Linked DNA regions of Xenopus laevis: region 1 is linked to region 2. Evidence: chromatin contacts called from public Hi-C data. All regions are on one chromosome and are shown on one strand. The core of a region is the stretch at or near the end of the contact, and the rest is flanking DNA. Distances in the headings are between cores, read along the strand shown. Region 1 holds the start of LOC108715096 (G-protein coupled receptor 54). Region 2 overlaps ipo13.S (importin-13).

Evidence for each region. A called contact is a pair of places that touch in the nucleus more often than the background predicts.
Region 1: a contact with region 2 is called in a Hi-C map of animal cap, with 4 times the contacts expected there. The contact joins the promoter of LOC108715096 here to the enhancer-like site in region 2. A contact is called at or near these places in 2 of 4 Hi-C or Micro-C datasets (the XL177 cell line and animal cap).

The regions. Positions count from the first base shown.
Region 1 is chr4S:70,424,972-70,430,778 of Xenopus_laevis_v10.1, forward strand. It overlaps LOC108715096 (G-protein coupled receptor 54), which reads right to left and starts at 3,006. Exons shown (of 5, transcript XM_018259929.2): 1 at 2,302-3,006. The coding sequence starts at 2,566.
Region 2 is chr4S:70,341,093-70,347,273 of Xenopus_laevis_v10.1, forward strand. It overlaps ipo13.S (importin-13), which reads left to right. Exons shown (of 20, transcript XM_018260820.2): 20 at 1-852. Among protein-coding and RNA genes, the nearest start is that of LOC121393304, 34 kb to the right of the region's middle. Within about 2 kb of position 3,014, at least 1 of the 7 cell types and tissues checked has an H3K27ac peak or open chromatin away from gene starts, as enhancers often do. A contact at or near this core is called in animal cap, where this site is marked.

The DNA.
Region 1 (5,807 bases), core at 1,756-4,255, 84 kb after region 2:
GGGTGATATAAACCTTGTGGTTTTCCTGCCAGATAGACAATTGAGGCACATTTATAAACCCAGGGCAGTCACCCACTGCAACAATTTATTGATTAGCTTTTTGAGCCAGCTGCACATACTAATGAAAGCAAATATCTGTTTCGTTGCCATGAGTTACTGCATAAGTACAAACTTGAAATAAACAACCCTTTAAGTTTACAAAAAGAGAAAAAATAATATTGCCATCAATATTTCTCTTAATATCATAGGAAATAAAACTTAGAACAACTGATGCCATATATTTTAGTACCACCAGCAAGGGTAAGGAAGGTGAGAAACAATAATCTAGATACTGAACCTTGCACAGCCCTCGTTGTTTAGAATATGCCTCCATCTAATGGCAATTGTAGGAAACTCACCTAAAATATAAAGCTTGCAAGTTAGTTCATGCAAACATTAAGCCAACAATTATTCTCTCTCTCTGGTTTCTGGTCTCTTATTATTTCAATATTGTTTTGTATCCACGTGTGAGAAATGCGTAAAGGCACAAGAGTTGACCTGAGTATTTATTTGTTCTGTGTTCAGGACAGGAAGAAAAGAATGATTTTGAACTGTAAAAAATATAATGTTTTAAAGATCTGGGTCAACATATATTCTGTAAATAAACATGCCCAGGCTTCCTCTGCGCACGCATCCCTACTAAAACTATAAGTTATATCAGTCAGAAGGAAACGATCGTTCAATAAGAGGCAGTACTGTTTTCATTTAGCTTGCACCACTCCCAACCCAGCTTGAACAAAGAAAGCAGATGGGGTGGCAGCATGGTGGCACAGTGGGTAACATTTCTGCTCCACAGTGCTAGAGACAACTACAACAAGGTTTCATTTCCTAACAGCTTACATGTCACGTGGAGTTAGTAAGGTACATCAGTTTCACCCCAAGAACATATTAACAGACAGTTGAAAATGTGCTTTGGGGACATGCCTTTGATAGATTCCAGTGAACGCCTTCCGGACCAAAGGCCCCTAAAACTATTTGGGGCAGAAACAGTCATGCTCTTAATGGTACCACTAGCCCCAATTAACTAAGTCTGCTGTAATTACACACACACACAGGTCCTAATACTGACCAACTTCTCCCCACTGATTTCTATGTACTGTATGTAGCAGCCAATTTGGCTTGAAAGCCCATATACTCAAACATGGTGATAATATAATAGCTGAGTGAAAAAGTGTACAGTAACCTGCTATCTTGCAAGCTGACATTATTACATTATTAGAAGCCCAATGTACAGACACATATATTACAGCAAATTGTACTTACTTGAGAAGAAAATCTCTCAGGAAGAAAATACCTGCATTTATCATGAATGTTATTGGAAAACTGCAGTTTTATGTGCTGTGCTTGTCAAATGAAGAGGCTGATATAGATTTGCAGTTATCGGATCTGGCTATGAGTTCTATAGTAATGTTTGCCTCACCTATTCCTATAAGTTTTATGTTAGCAATTCTTATAGCAATTATTATAGCTGCAGAAAACATCACAATGTTAGTTTAAATCTTAAGGCTTATGTCAAAAGCCATCAGCATGTTTCCCAAAACTGCCCTGCCATCTTAACTTTAATGGAAACTGCTTGACACAGAAGGTACAGGCATGTATCAATCCAAAAATGCTCTGACGCACATTATCAATCATTTCATGTCCTGTGAGAACAAATACATTTTTTTGCTACAAAAATTATTCTCTAATAGAAAAGAAAATTAGGCACATTTACAGGCACAAGTGCAAATTGCCATTTTTGTAACTAAAATGATTTCAATGCTTTCAGTTTTCAAAATTCCAGCATAACAACAGGTATCTGGAAAAAAAAAAATTGAAAACTGTACCATGTACCTTACATCTTATTCAGAAACAGCAAAGCAGGCAGGCTTTCAGCACAAGATTCAGCTATTGTGTATAAAGGCAAATACAGTTGTTAATACAGTGCTACGCAATATGTTGGCGCTATATAAATACATGTTAATAATAATAATAATATTGTATAAATGCATGGTTTTGCACCTATCCCTTGCATTTGTGTTTGCAAATGAGCCCTAATAACCCCTGTAAATAATATACAACTTTATATACAATGACTTTACATCAGTTGTGTAAAGAGATTATGTTGATATCCATGTATTACTTCATGATAATTAAAATTATTAATTTGTGTGTAATAAGATATTAAATATATATATATACACAGCTTTAAGCTCCTATAGTCTTAACACCAGTGTTCCACTTGCAGCTGGGTATTCTCAATATCCAGTTGCTTTTACTTACCTATATAAAAGTTGGTGGCAGTCCTCATCTGTCTGTGTTTGGAGATGACATAAATAACAAGAGAGTTTCCAATCAGCCCAACCAACATGATCAGGGCGAAGAAAAGAGGCACAAGCCAGGCATCAGTTAATAATGGTGGGGGTCCAGTCTCAGTCCAGTTCAACAGGGATTCATTGGTCCTGTTTACATCCCCCAACATGCTGCTGTTTATTGTCCCCCAGGACAGATTCAGCATCTCATCAAGTATTTCTTCTTCGAGAGCCATCAACAGGTAGGAGGCAGAAGTTTAAAGGGATTAAAGAGTAGAAGCCCAGCTGCAGCGTAAAGATCAAATAGGAAAAATGCCCTTCTTTTTAGCAATATTTATTTTACAGAGAAACACCCATATTGTAATGCTGCATCAGTGCAAAAATCCTTATTCTTTACAGTAAAAAGATTTGCAGATGAGATGGTAAAAGCCCTTTCATGTTTAATTCACATGCTTTGTTTCATTGCCTTGCAGGAGCTTTCCTCTTGACATTTTTTGTTTGTGCATTTCCAGGACTGAGCGAGGTTATGCTCTGCTTCCATAGACAGCACAGAAGTGACAGATAACTCTCTATTCTGTGCTTTATAGTGCAAATGGTAGCACGTGGAAGAAAAATCCTCGGTGTACAGTTGCCAGGCAGCAAAGCACATCCCAGCTACTGTAGTGTTTTATTTTTTATTTTTTTTGGGGCTCGGCATGAATATAACCTTTTTTTTTCATGCTCATCACACATGAGAGCTAAGAGGAAAGAAAGAATGATGTGATCATGATATTATGTTTTAGGTATATAGGATCTATTATCTGGAATGCTTTGGAGACATTTAAATATGTGGATATTTTCCTCATGTAACTCAGGGTTTGCTATATGTGTTGCATCTGTAAGTGACCAATTAGTGACCATGAAAGTATCCTATTCACTGCAGCACACTGGGAGTTGAATATTTGTGCAACAAAGTGTTTATTAGCTCATAGTAGACATACAAAGCAGGCAACTTTTCGGACCCCACTGGGTCCTTTATCAAGCCTATACACACCACACTCTGTGAATGTTTAAGTAGTGTTCCCAATTTTGGAAGGGGAGATAAATGGGGAGGGGAAGTTGGAGGGAAATAAACCATATAACATCCAATGTGCTGATTAGAAGAAAGTGTCCATCATCCTGGTTTTATGTACATCAGTCCAGGGGTCTCAGGTAAGTACATCCAATCACGTTAAAAAGTCCTTTATAGTCAATTAAAAAATCGATTAGTGCATAATCATTTGTAAGTGTTAAATAAGTAAATAGAATGAAATGGAACCATATTGAACTATATTACACTTCAGTGACATCTGAGACGCTAAAGGTACCTTATTGTGTGATTCTTCAGAATTGCAGAAACTGGTGCCCGCACTCAGAGATTCCTATGGTTCAATATCCTTAGAAAAAGAAAAGAAAAAACAATTAACATTTAACAATTGACATTTGTAACCATAATATTTGTGTTTCAGATATAGTGTTACAAAAATGTTGTATCTCATAACATAAAATGTCTACATACCCAATCAATCGTAGATAAACATGGCCGGAGTATAAACTTTAAATCCCCGTGGCCAGACTGAGTCTAATCTGTGAATCCACTGCATCTCCTTTTTATGTAATAACATGAGTATATTCCCTCCTCTTAACATTCACAGAGTGTGGTGTGTATAGGCTTGATAAAGGACCCAGTGGGGTCCGAAACATTGCCTGCTTTGTATGTCTACTATGAGCTAATAAAACACTTTGTTGCACAAATATTCAACTCCCAGTGTGCTGCAGTGAATAGAATACTTTGATCTGAATTTCTGACCTATGCAGGCCTGGTCGATATACTGCAACAGCACCTGGAACCAAACGGGAAACGGAGGAGGTAGAGCACTCCAATTCTGAGTGGAACTGCAATTTTTTTGCAAGTTGAAAATTCACACAACTGAAGTTTATCCATGTCCTTGTGTCACTTGCAAGCCTCACTTTACTTATAGGTGCAAGTTGCAGCATTTAGCCTACAGTTTACTAGCTTTGGTTTTTTATGTTGTGCAGGGCACAACATTTTATACCTGATGGCACTGGGTGCAATTGCACTAAAATGCTTGGAAAGACTGTTGCCCGATGGGTTAAAATATGGTGAATTGTACAGTTTTGCCTCTTTAGTAAATGAAGTGTTAAAATACTTTATTTTAAGTGATGTTCCATTTAAAGTTCTGATTGGTTTTACTGGGAAGACTGTAACATATAAATGTTGTTTTTTTCTAAATAGATAGGATTGGACAATAGGATAATATGAGTTTTTAGACAAAGAAGCATTAACATCCTAAAATGAGGAGAAACAGTGCTTAGCAACAAAGTACCATTTATATTTTTTTTCTACTCTGTTTCTACTTTAACTACTCTCTCATTAACCAACTTCCCAGACTTACGGTACATTAAAATAAATACAATACTTGTGCGAACATAATCAAGAGAGATTTCTAACAGAATGTCATTATAACCTTCTAACAAATTGTAAAAGAACAGTCTAATTAAACCTATTTAATGCTACAAAACACCTTCTTTCTCTGCAAAAAATTTTCAAATTATTAAATTATTTAACTATAATTATAATTTGAATATGTGAGTCATATTGTAAGTATAAGCTCTAAGTAGCTGAATGGCTTAAATGAGCCATTGATTTAAAACAAACAATATAAACAGACATATATACTGTGTATATATCTATTATAATATATATATATGTATATATATATATATATATATATATATATATATATATATATATATATATATATATATTTCCACAATTTGCTTTTTAGGGCCACTGCTATCTTCCAGTCATTTTAATGGGAAACAAATAACTGCACGAGTAAATGCAGTTACCAGCCCAAAAAGGTTCTAGTGCGTGTCTGAACTTGCATATAACTATAAAGAGTTATATCTGCCCTGTAGGACAGCACAGACATTCACCAGAAGGAGTATATTGTTAAGTCAATCCTACCCGCCCTGTATGCCTGTGTATGCATGCAGCTGCAAGACAATAAGCTTATTTTCTTGTAACTAACTATATTTATATCTGCTAATCCGTGGGAAAAATAATTCCTATTTAACAAACACAATATCATTTAATTGTTTTAAAAGTTTTGGTTGTGCTGTCTGGTTAGTAATTTTTTAAAAAAAAATTAATTCTGCCTTTGATATGAAATTATACCTGTCAATTACATTCCTCTTATTGGATAATTAAAGACATAGTTAAACATTATAACCGTGAGTAAATGTTCTAAAGGGGTAACAAGCAAATTATTCTTTAGTTTTGCTGTGTGCAAGTTACTCAAGCTTTGATGGCAATTATTGGGCTGGAGCAAAAGATTCTATTGCTTTTATGTGACTATTCTCCTTGGTTTAATCATTCTTTCCTTACTAGAATTTTGTATTGTGTAGAGCATAACTTGTGGAAATTCGTCCTTT
Region 2 (6,181 bases), core at 1,764-4,263:
TTTTGCTGCTTGTAGGACATTTTACAGAGACCCTTGGACAGTAAGTTGAAGTTAGTGAGTGGACAGAACAATATATCCTTGTCTGTGCTGCTTTCCTTATAATATATTATTATTATTATTATTATTAATAATAATGAGCATGTATGCAGGTTGTAATCCTTCTCATGCCCTTTAGGGACTGTTAGAATAACTTACCTGAGATCAAGAGGAATGGATATCTGTCATGAATATATCAGCAATGGCAGCAGTTACAGTAACTTTTCTCTCAATTGGAATCCATGGATGTCTTATTATTAAGTTTAAAATGTATCACTACTCATTTTAGCCTTTCATATTTTCATATTACCTTCTGGCCCTTACCAAATACAAACACATACCTCCTTACTACTCTTAAGTCCTTCCCTGTGCTCTCCCCTCTAAGCTGCTGTTTGTTTTTTTAACATATATACAGTCAAAACTCTGCTAACTTTCGTTTTCCATGAACAGAACAAAAAAGATGACTGGTCTTTTAAAACTAATCATTAAAGCATAAATAAATGGGCAGAGCCATTAACAAATTGCCCATCTGTTTGATGAATGGGAGACCTCTTGTGTTCAATACCAGAAGAGCACTTATAACGTTTCTAATTTGGGGCTCACAGAGTTCTTGCTCAGTTTAACTGAATCCTTATATAAAGTTAGTTTATCCTCATGAACCTTATACTGTATCTGCTATTTCTGTATTTGCAGTCCCTTCTAAATATACTAGGCTGCTGTTATTTATTAATATTTATATTCTCTAGCTGTAAGGGGAATATTTATGAGAAGTGTGTTAAATACAGGAATGCTGAAATACAGTTTTTTTTTCTGCTGCTCCATGTAAAACATTGCCTATTCATTAAGCAATGCAGCTGTCTGTATAAAGCTGGCCATAGATGCAACTAGTGATGGGCGAAATTGGGGCATTTCGCTTAGACGAAAAATTAGATTTTTCCAACATTTTTCGTTCCATGGCAATTGCTTGTTCAGTCAATTGGACATTTTAAAAGATTTATATATTGGCTACCAATAATCTCTGCATGTATTGTCTATCTGATAGTATCAATGAGAGACTGTCACTACTATTTGTCAGACATAACTTTCGTATGATTGCTGTCTGTCAATTAATGGTAAGAACATTGTTTAATTTATTATTTTTCTTACCTATTTTAGGGTAGGGACACACTGGGCGATTTGGGGAGTTTTAGTCGCCTGGCGACTAATCGCCGCGACTTTTCTCCCCGAATGCCTCCCCTCGCTCTGCGCCTGGCTAAAATGAAAAATCGCCTGCGCTAATCACACGCGGCGATTCGTTTTCCGAAATCGCCCGAAGTTGCCTCACGAGGAAACTTTGGGCGACTTCGGAAAACGAATCGCCGCGTGTGATTAGCGCAGGCGATTTTTCATTTTAGGCAGGCGCAGAGCGAGGGGAGGCATTCGGGGAGAAAAGTCGCGGCGATTAGTCGCCAGGCGACTAAAACTCCCCAAATCGCCCAGTGTGTCCCTACCCTTAAGCAAAATGGTTAGTGGTAGATGTTAAACTGAAACGATCAAGCATTTGTCACAAAAATCTGCACATCTAGGCCAGCTTTAGATAGTGTTAAAGGCTGCACAATTTGGTGTAGAAACAGGCATAGCTATTAAGATTGCTTAATAAAGGTTAGGATGATGGCACTTGGGGAGATTTGCTGTCCATGGGAAATCTGTACTACCAGCAGGTGAACAATCTCCAAAATGTACATTTGCATTGGTGTCAGTGGGAACTTCCAGTGCTAAAACATATGAATTGTGTAATTGCTGAAAATTTGCTTTCCTTATATATTTCGCTGATTACACAATTCATTTGATTTATTGCTGGATATTCACCTTGACAATGCAGAGGTATTTTCGGTAGTTTTGTCATCCATGGGAAGCAAACATTTCCTGTGAGTGACAACTCCCCATGTACCGTTGCCCTCAATTCATATTCAGTTTCACTAACTGGTGTTTTCTACACAAGGTTACCAGACTTGTCAAGTCCATTGAAGTGTATTATTTTTGTGTATTTTTAGGACTATCTGTGACATACACACTTTTATATTTAGGGCATTTGTCCTAATTCAGGGTGTTATTTATTAAAGTCTGATTTCTTCTTTTAGACGTTTTAAAGGGGAAAACACAATTTTTTCTGAGGAAAAAAAAATAGAATTTTTTGAGATTTATTAAACCACGATGCTGCTAAAAGTCCGAATAAAAAAAGTACTCCATTTCACACCTGTCAAGTTCATGTAGATGTCGGTGGCAGATCTGCACTGGGTTTTGTAAAATAATCCAAATAATTTTGTGGTTTTCAAGTGATAATCCTATGATTCTGTTGTTTCATGATTTTAGTAAATAACCCCTGTGTGTTTATAAGACATTTTACACATTTTTTTTTTTTTTTTGGAACTTTAACTTTGATAAATATGCCAGGATTTTTATCCCAATGGTTCCTAAAGAATAGATGATGACCTAGCTGTAGATTTTGAGCTGGTGGCCAGGGTAGACCACAATAGGCCAGCACTGTACACAAGCATTTGTCATTCCTATGGTTTAGATTTTGAAAACAATGCCTTGGGGAATGGGCATTTACATAAAAACCACCATCTGTTTCACAGCATAGCCATACAAGGATCGATTTAATCCGCCAATTCAGACCCTCTAGTTCATCATTTTATCTCCCTGTATACAGTGAACTCTGACACCCACCCTAGCAATATCTGACTGAAAATGAACCTGAAGTTGATTGGGCAGGATTTATTTTCCGGATAGATCAAGGATTGCATTGACCCAAACAAGCAGATCTTAAATAAGAATTCAACTCTCCTGATACCCCACTGGGTTTGTCCTTGACATGTAAAGCCAATCAGACAATGGCAAATAACCCTGTCTGACCCCAAAATACCTTTTGTTGTGTCCACTCCTAAATGAGCTGCTTTGCTTTGATTTGTGCTGCTGCAGAGCTGTTCTCCACCTCCTCTCTCTTCCTTGAAGTGCTGATAGGGACATGAACAGTTGAGCCTGTTATAAAACACCTATATCCTGGCTCCATGTCATGTTCATATCTCACCCTTTGTGTCTCCATTCTCGGCTCTCCTTCTTTCCCCTTTGTACTCAGATAACATCTCTCCTTAACCCCCCCAGCAATTATAAGTTAGATTTCAGCCCTCATCTCTTGTACAATATAAATCTCTGCCTTCCTCCCTCATTCATCAGCCTTGCTTTCAGAAATTTAGGTACAGCAAAGCATGCACTCTCAAGTTCTGTGGAGTAGCAGAAGGCAGCGGTATTTATTGTACAAGAGGCGAGGGCTGAGGGGGAAGGAAGGAGATATGTGAACTGTGTACGGAGACGTTGGGAAGGAGGACAGAGACAGGAGGGGTGAGATATGAACTGTTTGGAGAGCGCATACCAGTAAGTGAGTTTTGCTGAGGAGACGGAAGTACACAAGCCAAAATGGCGGCCGTGAAGATGCAATATAGATTTGAGAAACACATCGCTGTAACACAGAATCGGTTAGGGTAAGTGCCATGCTGAGTTAGTGTTTCAGCTGGCAATTCATAACTTGGGTTTGCAAGAAAAATGTGTGGAGGGTTGAATTCCCCTTTAAGCTAGCCATACATAAAGAGATCTGCTCATTTGGCAAGGCCCACCTTGAGGCAGGCAATATTGGGCTGATCCAATTGTGGGCCTTGGGTCGAACTGTCAGATCACAACAACAAGGACAATACGAACTGTCGGCTTGACTTCTGTTGTCAGGTTTTTGGTTTTTTTAATGTCACCAAGCAGATCCATGTTAAAAAGAACAGAGTGAAACATGCCAATACAATTATAGATGGGGCCACAAATGTAAATTCGAGTAGGCCTACACATTTTTCGACCATCCAGTGATCAGAAGTGTACATTGTGCATTACTCTAAACCTTGAACAGAACAGATAACACTCCCCCCCCCCTCTCCCACCCTAGCGCCCCACACAGTTCCATCAAGGGTTGTGTCATATGAAAGACTATCAGGGCGTTAATAAGTGTCTCGTGTATTGGAGTTCCCAACTTATTCCTCAATATAAGCAGTGAATTGGAACACATAGGCAATTTCTTGTTGTTTAACAGGGGGTAGTGTTTGTATGTATTTTGTTCAGGTGGCAAAAAAAGATGTAACTCTTTGCTTCTGTTAATAGTGGCTTCTAGCCAATCCATACGTTATGCATAATTGGGTTTAGTAATTATCATTTCAAGTGAAGGAGGTAGATTTGATATCCAGCACTGCAATATAGCTTTCCTACCAACAGACGAGACCATGCTTGCTAATTTCTTGTCTCAAAACTTTTGCTGTGTCTACAAAAATTGCCCACGAAGGTGTGAGATATGTCTGAATGTGTAATGTGAGTTAACAGTAGGAGGTGACCACATTCCAAAACTGTTTAATCAATGGAGTCGGATCAACTCACTTTTTTTCGTATCTCAAGAGAGAAGTATGTTGAAAAACATAGCATGGAAGTGGCTTGAATTTAGAAATGATAACAATTTAACATGTAAAGTAAATAGTCTGTCTCTTGTGAGATATGGAATTTGTTGTCGCCATTTACCTATACCTGTCAAAATCCCTGTCCTCCAATGGGGATTTTGAGATTTTATACAAGAGGGAAGTGGAGGGTTGTGTTGTGTCTGATAATAGGGGATCCATTAGGTTGTCTACGTCCTGAGCTGGAATAGTGCGAGTCACTGTTTGCGCATAGTGCCTGACTTGTCAATATGAGAAGACATCCCAGGTTAGTGAGGGATATCGTTCTTTGAGTTGGATAGGGAGTAAGGAGCTGTGGGAGTGTGCATTAAGTGTTTGCCTTGTGTGAAGCCCTGTTTTGCCTAAATAAGAGATGGGTTTCCAATATAGTTTGTTGGCAGCTTTTATCGGCATGTGTATGGCCCTTTATAATGTATGGCTGCCTTAACTGACCAATTCAAATGCAATAACATTACCAAATATAAAAATCTAAGCAGCATAATCTAGGAATTCTTTTATCCTTGTTCACTAATGCAGGAAAAAGGAGAACCTGCAACTGATGTAATGTACTCTAGAGGGAGCTTTTGCTATACCTATATCTGTCATTGTCAGCAAAAACATACAGACTGTTCTGAAATGTTCTCATTAATATGTGGATTAGATCTTATCATAAGGTTCTAAATGGTGCCTTTAATGGTCTTATTGGTAAGACTGCATATTGTATCACCCCTTGGAGCTGTGTCCCAGCATCTCTCAGACAGCTGCAGAGCCAGAAGGCACATTTCATAGCATAAGACTGTTGCTATCTTTTGAGCAGTTCATTTTTTGTTCATTTAAAGTTGAACTAAACCCACTGTGTTTTTTTAATAGTCCTGCCCTCTCAAAAACCTCATCAACCAGCTTGCTTGACAGTGAAGGAGTCCTCTGCGCCTGCTGGTCAAATCTGGAGCTCCCCCGCAGGCTTGGTTGCCTCCACATTTGGCAATGTCACTTTAGATCCTAGGCTTCACAGCAGCATTTGCAATATCACCCAGAAGGAAGGCTTCCAGTGTGCATGCTTCTTGAAGATCATTGCTTAATACGGTGGCACAGGCTGAAGGAGTTTGCATTCTAGGCTCTTGGAAAAGTTATAGGGTAAAACGTTTGATAAGAAGCATAACATAAGTGGTGAAAAGGTGATACCTTTATCGACTAACTACGATGATAATCATAGCAAACTTTCTGAACATTTAAACCTTTTCAACTGGCTAACACAATGCACAATACTTTACCTGGGTACTTGGACAAAAACTTCTGAAACTCAATGGAGTTCCTTCATCCTTGCAAGCCGTTACTGGCCCAGGAAGTCATCTGCATGTTAAGAACCCTGTTATTGCTACTTTTTATTCTCATCTTTCTGTTCAATTCCTCTTCTATTCATATTCCAGTCTCTTCTTCAAATCAGTGCATGGTTGCTAGGATAATTTGGACCCTAGCAACCACATTGTTGAAATTGCAAACTGGAGAGCTGATTTGCAAATTGACAAATTGAATATCACTCTCTACATCATTCTAAACGTTTACTCAAAGGTGAACAACTCCTTTAAGCTTTTCTGTTCTGCCCAGCCACTACTCAGATAGTATAAGGTGCTCCTGTTCCACAT